Regions from separate parts of the Mus musculus genome. Here all the other regions are linked to region 4. Evidence: chromatin contacts called from public HiChIP or PLAC-seq, capture Hi-C and promoter capture Hi-C data. All regions are on one chromosome and are shown on one strand. The core of a region is the stretch at or near the end of the contact, and the rest is flanking DNA. Distances in the headings are between cores, read along the strand shown.

Region 1 (2,700 bases), core at 75-2,574, 390 kb after region 4:
CTCCCATGAACTTTCCCAGTGTTGTGTGTGTGTGTGTCATACTCTACAGTACCAGAAAGTTTGTGGGCTCATAACGACTTCAAGGGTGTGTCCCCATTTTCCCCCCAAAAGAGAAGATGAGTAAGTTTGTATCTGTTGGTGTTATGGAACTCTAGAGAACCTTGACCTTTGCCTTCCTTTCAGTGCCTCCTCTTGGAACACATTTCCTTCCTAGGGAACCAGAACCTTTTATCCCTCAGGGCTCTGACTCACCCCATCCCCAGACAAAATTTCTGTGTGTTCTGGCTGTCCTGGGACTCTCTCTGTAGACTTGGCTGGCCTCAATCTCACAGAGGTCTGCCTGCCTCTGCCTCCCAAGTGCTAGGATTAAAGGTTTGCAGCACCACTGCCCGGTTTGGGCTCTGATTGTCCCAGGAGGGTGGATAGAATGAGCTAGGCTCTTCCCAGTTGCCATCTACGATCTGTAATCACTTATTTAGTTATTTTAAAAATACTATTTTGAGATTTGTTTATTTTTACGTTATGTTTAGTGGGTATGTTTTGCCTGCGTGTATGTATGAGTACCACAAGCTTTCAGTGCTCAAGAAGGCCACAAGAGGTCTTTGCATTCTCTGGTATTGGAGTTAAGTTCCTAATGTCATGTGGGTACTGGGAACCAAACCCAGGTCTTTTCAAAGAACAGTCAGTGCTCTTAACTACTGAGCTATCTCTCCAACCTGACTTATAAAACTTACAGTTCTTTTACAGAGACTTGAATGGAAGATGACCCAGAGGTGATGGTAAAGCCAGCCCGTGCAAGGAGTGGGCAGCACTTCCCTCCCCCCACCCCACCCACAAACACCTTGTACCTAAGGCCTCTTCTGACTGGGTGGGCCAGGCTGGTGCCTCCTCCATAACCATGTACAGTTGGCTCAGTAAGCCTGGAGGTGGGCAAGGATTCTGCTCTAGGCACTGCTCTGGTTACCCTTAGAGAGCCTGTACAAATTTCCCTGCACACCCAGAGGAAGTGCTGGGCCTTCCTCATGTCTGGCCCTCTTGATGCTAAGAGCCAAGATCCTTGTGGGCTGAATCTTTAACACCGAACTTGACAATGGCCAGGATCCTTCCAAAGGTGTCCACTTGCCGACTCCAGGTCAACTCTGGTGCTTTGCCCTCTCAGCGGTGACGGCAGGGCTGGACTCCCCCTCAAGGATTACCGGGCTAGGAGAGCAGGAAGGGTTGTCCTGTGAGGCAGTACACCTGGACCAGCTCTCCCTGCCTGCCACTACAATGGCGTCGTAGGGGTTAAGGCGGGCGGGGCGGGGCGGCGGGAGGAGCCCTCGCGGAAGCCGGCCAGGCACCGAGGCGCGCGCGGAGCCGGGTGGCCGCAGCGTCCCCGCGCGCGGCCGGGCCAGGTAGGAACGCAGAGCCGCAGCCGCCTCGCCATGCGGCTGCCGGACCGGAGGCCTGGGCTGGGGCCCGCGCCACCCCCCGCGCGCCGCCCCCGCTGAGCCCGCGCCCGATAGGGCGCCGCAGGCACCATGGTGCAGAAGTCGCGCAACGGTGGCGTGTACCCCGGCACCAGCGGGGAAAAGAAGCTCAAGGTGGGCTTCGTGGGGCTGGACCCCGGCGCGCCCGACTCCACACGCGACGGCGCGCTACTCATCGCGGGCTCCGAGGCCCCCAAGCGCGGCAGCGTTTTGAGCAAGCCGCGGACGGGCGGCGCGGGAGCCGGGAAGCCCCCGAAGCGCAACGCCTTCTACCGCAAGCTGCAGAATTTCCTCTACAACGTGCTAGAGCGGCCCCGCGGCTGGGCGTTCATCTACCACGCCTACGTGTAAGTGGCCCGCGATGTGGTGAGCGGTGGGCCTGGCGAAACCCTGGCCGGGCCGCGGGTTGATAGCAGGCGCAGCTGCGGTGGACTGAGGGGCCCTGGTGTGCGTGTCCGCGCGCGCGCCTGGTTCGCGTCGTGGGCGTGGGGTTTGGGTCGTGGCATTGCAGTCTCGGGTTAAAGCAAAGGATAGGGATTGGAGAGTGACTTTGGAGATCATTCTGTAGTCAGGGACTGTTTTATTTGGGGAGGGGGAGGGTTACGGCCGCCAGGCTGGGTTGTACCAGCCCTTCCCCCGCAGGACGGGATGTACTGGCGCCCCAGCCCCCCTCAGCCCGAGAGGCCCCTCCCCACGGCCCGCAGCGCGGAACAAAGGGCCGCCTAGGAGGGAGGGCGGCTCAGCTCTAGGTCTGAACTCATTCGCCCCTCTGCATCCCCGTGGGTTCTCTCCGACATCCAAGTAGGGGCAATGCAGAAGATTGGCCTCATCTCAGTCATCCTCCTAACCTCTTGCTACCTCTCTGAGCTTCCGGGTTGCAGAAATGGGGAGGGGACATAACATCCCATCACCTCAGCCCTGGCTGAGGGCAGTTGCCTGTACTCATCTCCGGAGGCCCACTCTCCTGTTCTCTACACTCTAAGTAGTCCCTTTGTACCTGCTGATGATCTCGCTACACATTCTGGGCTTTAGATCCTTGAGAGACTATTATCCCCCAGTACTGCCAGCTTTGGGCCTGGAAGGGGCTGCTCCTGTCCCCAAGTCTGGGACTCCTTCTGGGGCAGAGCCAGAAAGAGTCGAACCTGTTTCACGCATACATGAGTGTGTGTGTGTGTGTGTGTGTGTGTGTGTGTTTATGTTAGTATGCATAACCTCCCAATGCAAGGACGCT
Region 2 (2,700 bases), core at 169-2,668, 300 kb after region 4:
GTCCAGCTTCATTTTGTCCAGGGCCAGGCCTGTCACCTGGAAGTTCATTGTCTGGGAGCTGAGGGTAAGAACTAGGCATCAGCTGTGACCGTCAGATTGGCTCTGCCCCTCATCAGCCTCTGCCCCATAATGGCTTTTGCTCTCCCCTGGGACACAGCTTTCTGATCAGAGACCCCTGGAGGGGACAGAATAGTGGGCTGGGTACTGGGCAAAAGCAGATGATAAACGGGAAACTTCTATCAAGGGGCCAATAGTATTTTGTGGCGATGAGCTAATGGGGCTTATCAGACAGAGTGGGCTACAGGGACCAGAGTAGCCTGGGGAGAAGCTCTGGGATGTTGATTAGTTTTGAGACAGATCATAAGTCTCAGGTTCCTCACCTAACACAGGTCTGTGCCCAAGCTTAGGGTGATTCCCCATGCTTCCCAGTACTCTCCAGAGACCAGGTACACTGCAGGGGTGCAATGCTCAGGGACCAGGCTAACCAAAGACAAGACTCTACATCATCCTCACATAAAGGGGGGGGGGGGGACCTTGTGTGGCTAAGAACAGGGTAGATCCTCTCCCACCATCTCACAGATGGGGGTTGGGGGGAGTCTAACGCTAAAGCTTGTTAGGTTGGTCTTCCTTCATGGTCACTTTTGATTTTGACAGAACATCTCAGTCTGTTGTTCAGGCTGCCCTCCAACTCCTGTGCTCAAGCAGTCTTGGGACTCCAGGGGTGTATGCTCCTGTACCCAGTTTATCCCAAAGCTGGAACTGTTGACTCCAGAGTCAGCCCTCCTCTCCTTGTCCCCATACCTTTCCCCCAAATCTGGTTGTCTGTGGAGAGGCTGGTGTGCCACAAAGCCCAGTAGCCAGAGATCCCTGGAGAAGGTACCAACCTCCTGCTAGCTGTCCCTGGCACTGGGCCAGTGGCTTCACTTGGAAATCTCAGTTTGTGGAAACTGGGCTTGGATGAGCAAGAAACAGAGCTAAGAGACTGGATGACTACCTCAAAACCACACAGCTGGATAGTAAGATTGATCATGTCCCAAAGACTAATTCAAAGTGATTTGTGTGAATGGTGGTGCGTGCCGGGGGTGGGGGGTGGGGGGGGTTAGAACAGGCATCTGAGACAGCAGAGAATGGTTCCTGGCTGAATGCTAGCTGAGATCAGGGCCCCAAGACCCTGAGTCAACAGTTCATGGCCGCTAGAAAGCTCAATGGAAGTCTCCATAACTACTTCCCCATCTAAGCTATTCTATCACCCCTCCCCCTCCGTGGAGACTACCCACCCCGAGCTTCTGGGCACACCTCCTAAACTCCTCTACCTACCACTCCTCTTCCGGATCACCTCCGTGAGCCCCAGCCCCGCTCTGCAAGTGCCTGGCCGCCCGCTTCCTGTGCGGAGCCCAGCCAGAGCTGCAGGGTGCACTGCCAGATCCGCTCCCCCTGCCAAAGGCCTACTTGTTGCCATGGGAACCACTGGCCCTTGTGACGCTGTGCACATCCGGCCCAGGTGTAAGGAGCTCTTGATTTGAAGGCTAAATTTTGATATACGGCAGCAGCGATTTATGTCCAGGGCCTCACGGACTCGAAACAAACTCAACTTCAGCCCGCGCCACGGGCTAGTGGAATTGTTCCTCGGCATCGTGTTTCGCAGCAGTCCAGGAGCCTGCGGTGGCTGGGTCAGCAGCTTGGCTTGCAATGGGATTCTATGCAACGCAGGAAACTGGTGTCTTTGAGTGGGACAGAGCTGGCTGCTGGGACTCAAGAAGCCAGCAGATGCCAGTGGAGTGCAGGGAAGGGCCACCTGTTTGACATTCCAAGCCAAGCAGCCGCCTATGGGTCTCAAAGACGATGAGAAAGGAAGTGATATAGCAGCAGATGGCTAGGATCTCCTTAGCAAGCAGTCAGCAAGGTGAAGGGGTCTGGTTTTCCCAGGCCTCCAGAAACTCATGCCCTGTCCCCTCCAGTCTGAATAAACGGAGTCCATAGCTCTAGGAATCCTCAAAGGAATCCCCAAGTTGCAGTCTCATACTCCAAACTGGGCTTTGGACCCCTAGATTTAACACCCAGGTCCTTCCTCTTTATGAGCTAGCTTGGGGTTACTCCTAGCAAGGGTCTCAGGGTCTCAGCCACCTGAAAGCTGCTGACTCTTTTCCACTCGGTCAGTCCTTCTAGATTGGGTTTGTCTGGACTGAGTTACCTGGTTGTAACTCAAGTTTGCTACCAACTTGAATTATAGCTAGAGCTCCCAGCCCTCCTGATGGCATCTGACGGTGCTGGGGAATAGTTTTCCTATCTGTCAACCTATATTGGCTACAGACCTCAGAGGCCCCAGAGGGGGAGGGGGAGGAGGGAGAAGCGATGGGTGCTGGCTCTGTGCTCATCTAGGCTAGTTAGTCATGGTGGCCAGTTTGAGGGAGAAAGGGATGCCATCTGAAGGTCCAGGAGGGAAACTGGCCCCTGGGGAGTAGAAGAGAATAAAAAGCAGCAGGAAGAATACCAGCGCCCAGCTCTTCCTCAGGAAGGAGATGGGTGAGGCTCACTACCCTGTTCTTAGGGGTTGGGCTTGCTCTGGGTCTGTGAAAGCTGCTCTGCTCCACTTGATCGGTCTTTTTTTTTTTTTTTCCCAGTCCTAGTTTTAAAATTTTTAATTTTTTAGATTGATTTTTATGTATATGAGCATTTTACCTGCATGCCTGGTTCCCACAG
Region 3 (2,700 bases), core at 62-2,561, 480 kb after region 4:
GTATTCACTGTAGGCCAGCAGGCAAGAGAGCTAGGTACACTACTGTTGGAGGGGCATACAGAGGAGGGGGGTGGAGCAAGGTAGGGAGATGGGAAAGAGGAGGGTAGGCATGGGAGCCCTGTACTGTTGGGGTTGGGGGGTCGGTACGGAAGGTCAAAGGGACAGTCAACCTCAGAGCCACCATGTCTGGGAACAGAGAGGTATGTGCTATAGGGACAGGGACAGCACTTTCTTGCCTTCAACTTCAGGATTGTCTCCATCTTGGGGCTTGGAGTCAACGGCAGAGTCTCTGGGACAAGGCATGGTTGGGATCTGGCTTTTGGTGTTGGACAGGGTTTCTTTCTTCTTGGGAACCCGTTGTCTCTCCTTCCATCACCTGCTGCTTAGATGCCCCCTCCCTCTCGCACCTCCCCCCCAGCCTCCCCCCCGCCCCCCCGCGTGCCACCAAAGCACTCTAGGAACCAAAGTACTCGAGCACCTTCTCCTTAGTGGCATCCCTCAGGACCATCCCTAGCACCCTACAGCTTGTCTCCAAGCACCTCTCCTCTCTGGCCAGTAGCTCGCTGCCCACAGAGCTGGGGTAGGGAACTGCTTTCATGCTGACAGTTTACCGAGAAGGCAGGGGCAGAGAATCTGCACGCTTAAAAAGGACAAAGATGGACCTTGGTCCCTAGCTGGCCCTGCGAAGGTCTGGATACCAGGTTCTTCTCACTAAAAAGGTGACACGGGGCCTGGGCGTCACAGGATGATTCTTGGACTTGCGGTGCAGGAGGAGGGCGGAAGGCTGATGGGGAGTGGGTTCTTTCCTCTCAGGGTTGGGCTAAGGAAGGAGACTTGTTATTTCTAAAATGCAAACAGTCACGCCAAGGAGGGGTGAAGTGATGGAGTTAGCCAGTGCCCAACAGGGCGCCCTCCTCGCGCGCACAGTCCCTGAATGCGCACCCGCAGTCTTCACGCTGCCGGCAGGGTTAGGGCTGGAGACCAGGGTTAGGGGCTCATTTCCAAAAGGCGCCGAGATGACTGGAATGACCACGGAGTCCCCAGCCCCTCCCGGCATGTCGGGAGCCTCAGGAGGACAAGGAAACTTTACCCCCACAAGGGGCAGAGCACGGCCTCCACATACCCTCGGGGCCCGGTCCGCCCCCTCCTCCCGCTCTCTCCCTCCTCCCTTCAGTCCCTCCCCCTCCTCCCCTCTCGCCGGCGGCTGGAGGCTGCAGGTCCGGGCGGGGCCGCGCCGCGGAGCCCACAACCTCGAGCTCCCGCCCCGCCGCCGCACCCCGCGGGACGAGCTGCGGAGCCCGGTTTGGGGACGAGCGGCCGCGACACGGGGCATGAAGTTGGGTGCGCGCGGGTCTCGGAGCGGAGGCGCGGTACTGCCGGGAGCCGCCCTCGTCTAGAGCCCGTTCTGTGAGCCATGGAGATCGGGGGCTCCGGGGCGCCGCCGCCGCTGCTGCTCCTGCCGCTCCTGCTGCTCTTAGGGACCGGCCTCTTGCCTGGTAAGTTTCGAAACGCGAAACGGGCCTTTTTCTCCCGGGTCCTGGCACCTAGGACTCCGGGGCTAGGGGAGAGGAGGCCCGGGGCTGCGGTTCCAAGCCGCGGGTGCGAGCAACGGGATAGCCACAGAGACTCCTCCACCCACTACAGCTTCGATGTCCTGCAGTGCTAGCTGAGCCAGAGAGGAAGGAATCAGCCTCCAAGTGCTGGGAGAGGGGGTTTGAGTAAAGGCGGGGGGGGGGGTGGTCTGACTGCATTTCGGAGCTGGAATCAGAACCTCCAAGTAGGATAGAGGTGGAGTCCACCTAGGAGGGAGGTTCCATCCAGCCAAATCTCGCCTTCAGACCGCCCCCATGTCTGTCCCTGTTTTCAGGGATCTACCCCTACCACCCCCCGGAGTTCCACCCTACCCTTTCTGCTCCCCCAGGCTTCCTCCACCTCTCTTCCTCTGAGCGGACACCTTTCACTCTAACCCGTGATGGGGCTTCCTGCAGTTATTTAATCCTGGCCTTCCCACTGAGCAGAGGGGTTATGCCTTACTGGTCGGTTCAAGACACCAGGAAGAATGAGGTTGAGGTGGGGAGGCTGGGGGGGGGGGGACTCTAGGAGTCCTCTCCTAAGGAGTTCCCATGTCTCTCAGGTGAGCAAGAGCCAGTAGACAGCAGAGGCTCCCCTCTTTCTTCCCAACCCCCTCTTTTGATGCAGCAACCCAGCAAATGGAGGTAGGGAGGCCCCCTAGCCACGTAGGGGGCCAATGGAGAGGACACAGATGGGCTGCTGGCTGGTGGAATGAGGGGGCACCCTCTTCATGAAGCAGTGTGGCGCTTATCCATGGAATCTTATATCCGTCTATGAACACAAGGTCCTGGCAGCCCCGAGGCTCTGCGTTCATTGTCAGGCTGTACCCTAGAAGCCCAGGCAGCAGGACCACTCCTGTGGACAGAGGCTCAAGCTCCTGCAGCCATGAGATGTGGTGCACAGTCCTCTTTCATTCACCACCACCACCCATCCTAGCTGCCCCATACACCTTCTGCCACCCAGCCCCACCCCCCAACCCCTGCTGTCCCTTTACATCCTTTGTCTCTGCCGGTCACTGGAGATAGGGCACTTCCATCCAAAGTGATTGTCTGCAGGGGAGCTCTACCCCATTAATTCAGTGTTCACTATGTCAGTTGTCTTGTTTTCCTGGTGGAGTGCAGGAGGGCC
Region 4 (2,700 bases), core at 68-2,567:
GGGTTGAGCACTTAAATTGGTTAAGAGACTAGCAAGGAGGCTGCTGGGGCAAAGAGATTGTGCGGCACGGTGCTTAAAGAATCCAAGGGCAGGTACCCTGTTCCCAAACCCGAACGAATTTAGAGGCTCCACTGGCTCCACACTTGCGGTCCACACACACAGGGCCAGCCTAAGTATGAAAATACTGATACAGGTAACAGATTCGTAACACATATTAAGTTAGAAACTGCGGAAAGTCCTGGCTTTTAATGTCACCTAACAGATCACGCTTTCCTTAAAGAAAGCAAATAAATGAACAAAATTATCCTACGATTAGAGTTTTGTCTTTAGGCAACCACGACAATATATGGGACAATATAATTCTTTGTGTTATTAAGTAGCGTTTTGATGTTTAAACAGACAAACCACTAGCAATTGAGACACACTGCCTATAAAGGATGAATGATCAGCTGAGCGTCCAACAAACGGCGACCCAATTTCCCCAAAGTCCAATCTGAAAACAAATTAAAGCTACCTTTTGCATTATTTTTCCGAAGATGCACTTAATGAATTCGGAGAAATCATCTCCTAGACACAAGGAAAAACAAGTCTTTAATCCAGCCATATAACACAAGTTGGAGCCTAAACGAATGAGTCCCTAATTCTCTCCCCAAAGAGCACGACACAAAATCGCCTCTTAAAATGTCGTCCCTAGGTATATAAACTAGGGGTTTTTTTATACATCAAATGCCTTTGAAATTTACAACTATAAGGCAATTTCTGCGTCCCAGAATGTGAACAAGCCTCGGAGCCTTTACTGCCCGCCTCCCTACACACCAGTTTCTGCGTTCCGGGAGCCGCGGAGGCGGCCGCGCGTGCGAACCGGAGTTGGCCCGGAAAGCCTCGTCTCCGCGCCGCCCCGCCGTGCGCAAGGTCGAGCAGGGCCTAGTGGTGCCCAGGGCCGGGCTCGCCGCCGCTGCTGAGGGTCGCCGCCATTTCCGCTGCGGGCAGCTTTCACCTCCTGCTGCGGCGCCCTCGCCCCACTTCCCCTCCCCTTTGCCCGGCTCCGGCAGCTTGAACCCCGCGGCCCCACCTAATTTGAGAGCCACTGGAGAGTGAGCTCACCTGTCGGCACGCCCGCCGGTCCACCGGTTCCGCGGCTCCGCTTTCCGTCCCGGGGCAGTGGTGGGCAGCCGGCCGGCCTACTGCTCGGCCTGAGGATCCCGGGCGGCGACAGCCGTAGCAGCGGCAGAGGACGGCGGAAGCAACACTGGCGGCAGCAAGAACGCGCACGCTCACTCACTGGCACGCGCGCCCCCGGAAAAAGACGTGTGTTCTGGCAGGTCAGAGCTGGCTGCGCAAGCGCCTAGAACCCAACACTGAGGCCCCGCCCATAGTCGGAGCCAATGTGGCAGCGCCGCACGAAAGCTCCGGAGCTCCGGTAGAACTCGGTCCCCGAAAGGTTGCGCCCCAGTTGACGATCACCGGGAAGGGTTAAGGTGGTGGGCGGAGCCTGCAGCTACTAAGCCGGAAGCTACAGCCCGGGAGCAGAGGCAAGGCCTAGGCTTGCGGGTTCGCCTCTGGAAGGCAGGCAAGTGGCACTCCGCGAGTAAAACTGCTCTTCTTCCAGTTGTTTGCTCAGTGCTTCATATAAGCCTCAAAAAATTTATTACTACTTACCAAAAAACTAGAGAGGGAGACCTTCATTTTCGTCTCAAGGTACTGCCTTGGGACTGACATTTTCGTTCATCCCTGGAGACCACCCAGAAAAGACTTTCCTGCCTTTCTTCCCAGTCACTGAAAAATCAACCGCCATTATTTAGCGATCCTTTAGGAATCGTCTGCAATGATATGCGTGGACGGTTAAGGACTTTTCTTCCCACTCTGTCTCATACAATCCTTGTTCACTCTGTTCACTTACTAAGTAATAAACCTAGTGACCCTTGCCTACTTACGCTGTAACAAACAATTTCAAGTGCTGTGCTTTTTTATTCCAGAGCTACCAATCTTCCTGGCCAGTGTTCCTACAGCTTTACTTTCATTCTTGCCTGCCCACCATTTTTTCTTATAATCTTTTTGGATTATAATTACATCATTTTTCCCCTGCCTCTCTCCAAACCTCTCATATTCACACACACACACACACACACACACTCACCCTTTCAAATTCATAGCCTCTTCTTTGTTGTGATATAGCTCCTAAATATATAAATACAGCCTATTCAGTCTGTATGTTAAGTAGGTATATGTTTTCAAGGCTGATCATTTGCTATGGGAAAACCAATTTCTATGTTCTTCCCTAAAACTGATTATTTCTCCAGCTCTCAGAATTCCTTAGTTAGCTAGGATTGAGGCCCTGTGCGCTTTCTCCCTTACACCATGCTTAGCTGATGTTGTCCTTGCTCAGGTCAGTTAGGCAGCCATGTTGGTTATGTTACTTCACGGATGTAGCTTCTCTGACATTTTAAGGAGATAAATCTTAGAGCGAACTGTCTGGTCCTCTGGTTGTTGCAGCTTTTCCTCCCCTTCTTCCACAATGATCTCTGAGCCTTAAGTTCAGGACTTGTGGTGGAGTTCTATCTGTGGGGACTGGGCTCCACCAATCTGCATTCTGATCAGTTTCAATTTCTGTAATGATCTCTATCTGGAGAAGATGTTTTCCTTGATGAAGAGTGAGAACTACACTTAACCTATAGGTGTAGGGATGAGTATTTAGGATGT

The links. Promoter capture Hi-C pulls out the DNA fragments that hold promoters and counts their contacts. HiChIP or PLAC-seq counts read pairs in DNA pulled down with a chosen protein or histone mark. Capture Hi-C pulls out chosen DNA fragments and counts their contacts.
Region 1: a contact with region 4 is called in a capture Hi-C map of embryonic stem cells, with 2.4 times the contacts expected there. The contact joins the promoter of Kcnq2 here to the promoter of Dnajc5 in region 4. A contact is called at or near these places in 6 of 39 promoter capture datasets (the 3T3-L1 cell line, embryonic stem cells, hippocampal neurons and 2 more), 2 of 115 datasets of contacts at active chromatin or transcription factors (both in embryonic stem cells) and 1 of 9 other capture datasets (embryonic stem cells).
Region 2: a promoter capture Hi-C map of liver shows a contact between it and region 4, with 2.3 times the contacts expected there. The contact joins the promoter of Fndc11 here to the promoter of Dnajc5 in region 4. A contact is called at or near these places in 9 of 39 promoter capture datasets (the 3T3-L1 cell line, cranial neural crest, fetal liver and 5 more), 1 of 484 Hi-C or Micro-C datasets (CD4 T cells), 4 of 115 datasets of contacts at active chromatin or transcription factors (effector CD8 T cells, embryonic stem cells and extraembryonic endoderm stem cells) and 3 of 9 other capture datasets (adipose tissue, liver and macrophages).
Region 3: an H3K27ac HiChIP or PLAC-seq map of embryonic stem cells shows a contact between it and region 4, with 4 times the contacts expected there. The contact joins the promoter of Chrna4 here to the promoter of Dnajc5 in region 4. A contact is called at or near these places in 2 of 39 promoter capture datasets (both in liver) and 1 of 115 datasets of contacts at active chromatin or transcription factors (embryonic stem cells).

Annotation. Positions count from the first base shown.
Region 1 is chr2:181,133,913-181,136,612 of GRCm38.p6, reverse strand. It overlaps Kcnq2 (potassium voltage-gated channel, subfamily Q, member 2), which reads left to right and starts at 1,324. Exons shown (of 17, transcript NM_010611.3): 1 at 1,324-1,816. The coding sequence starts at 1,521.
Region 2 is chr2:181,218,752-181,221,451 of GRCm38.p6, reverse strand. Fndc11 (fibronectin type III domain containing 11) reads right to left here and starts at 1,418. Exons shown (of 2, transcript NM_001379472.1): 1 at 1,318-1,418; 2 at 1-58. The coding sequence starts at 48.
Region 3 is chr2:181,037,788-181,040,487 of GRCm38.p6, reverse strand. It overlaps Chrna4 (cholinergic receptor, nicotinic, alpha polypeptide 4), which reads left to right and starts at 1,311. Exons shown (of 6, transcript NM_015730.5): 1 at 1,311-1,496. The coding sequence starts at 1,415.
Region 4 is chr2:181,519,102-181,521,801 of GRCm38.p6, reverse strand. Dnajc5 (DnaJ heat shock protein family (Hsp40) member C5) reads right to left here and starts at 1,317. Exons shown (of 5, transcript NM_016775.3): 1 at 1,105-1,317.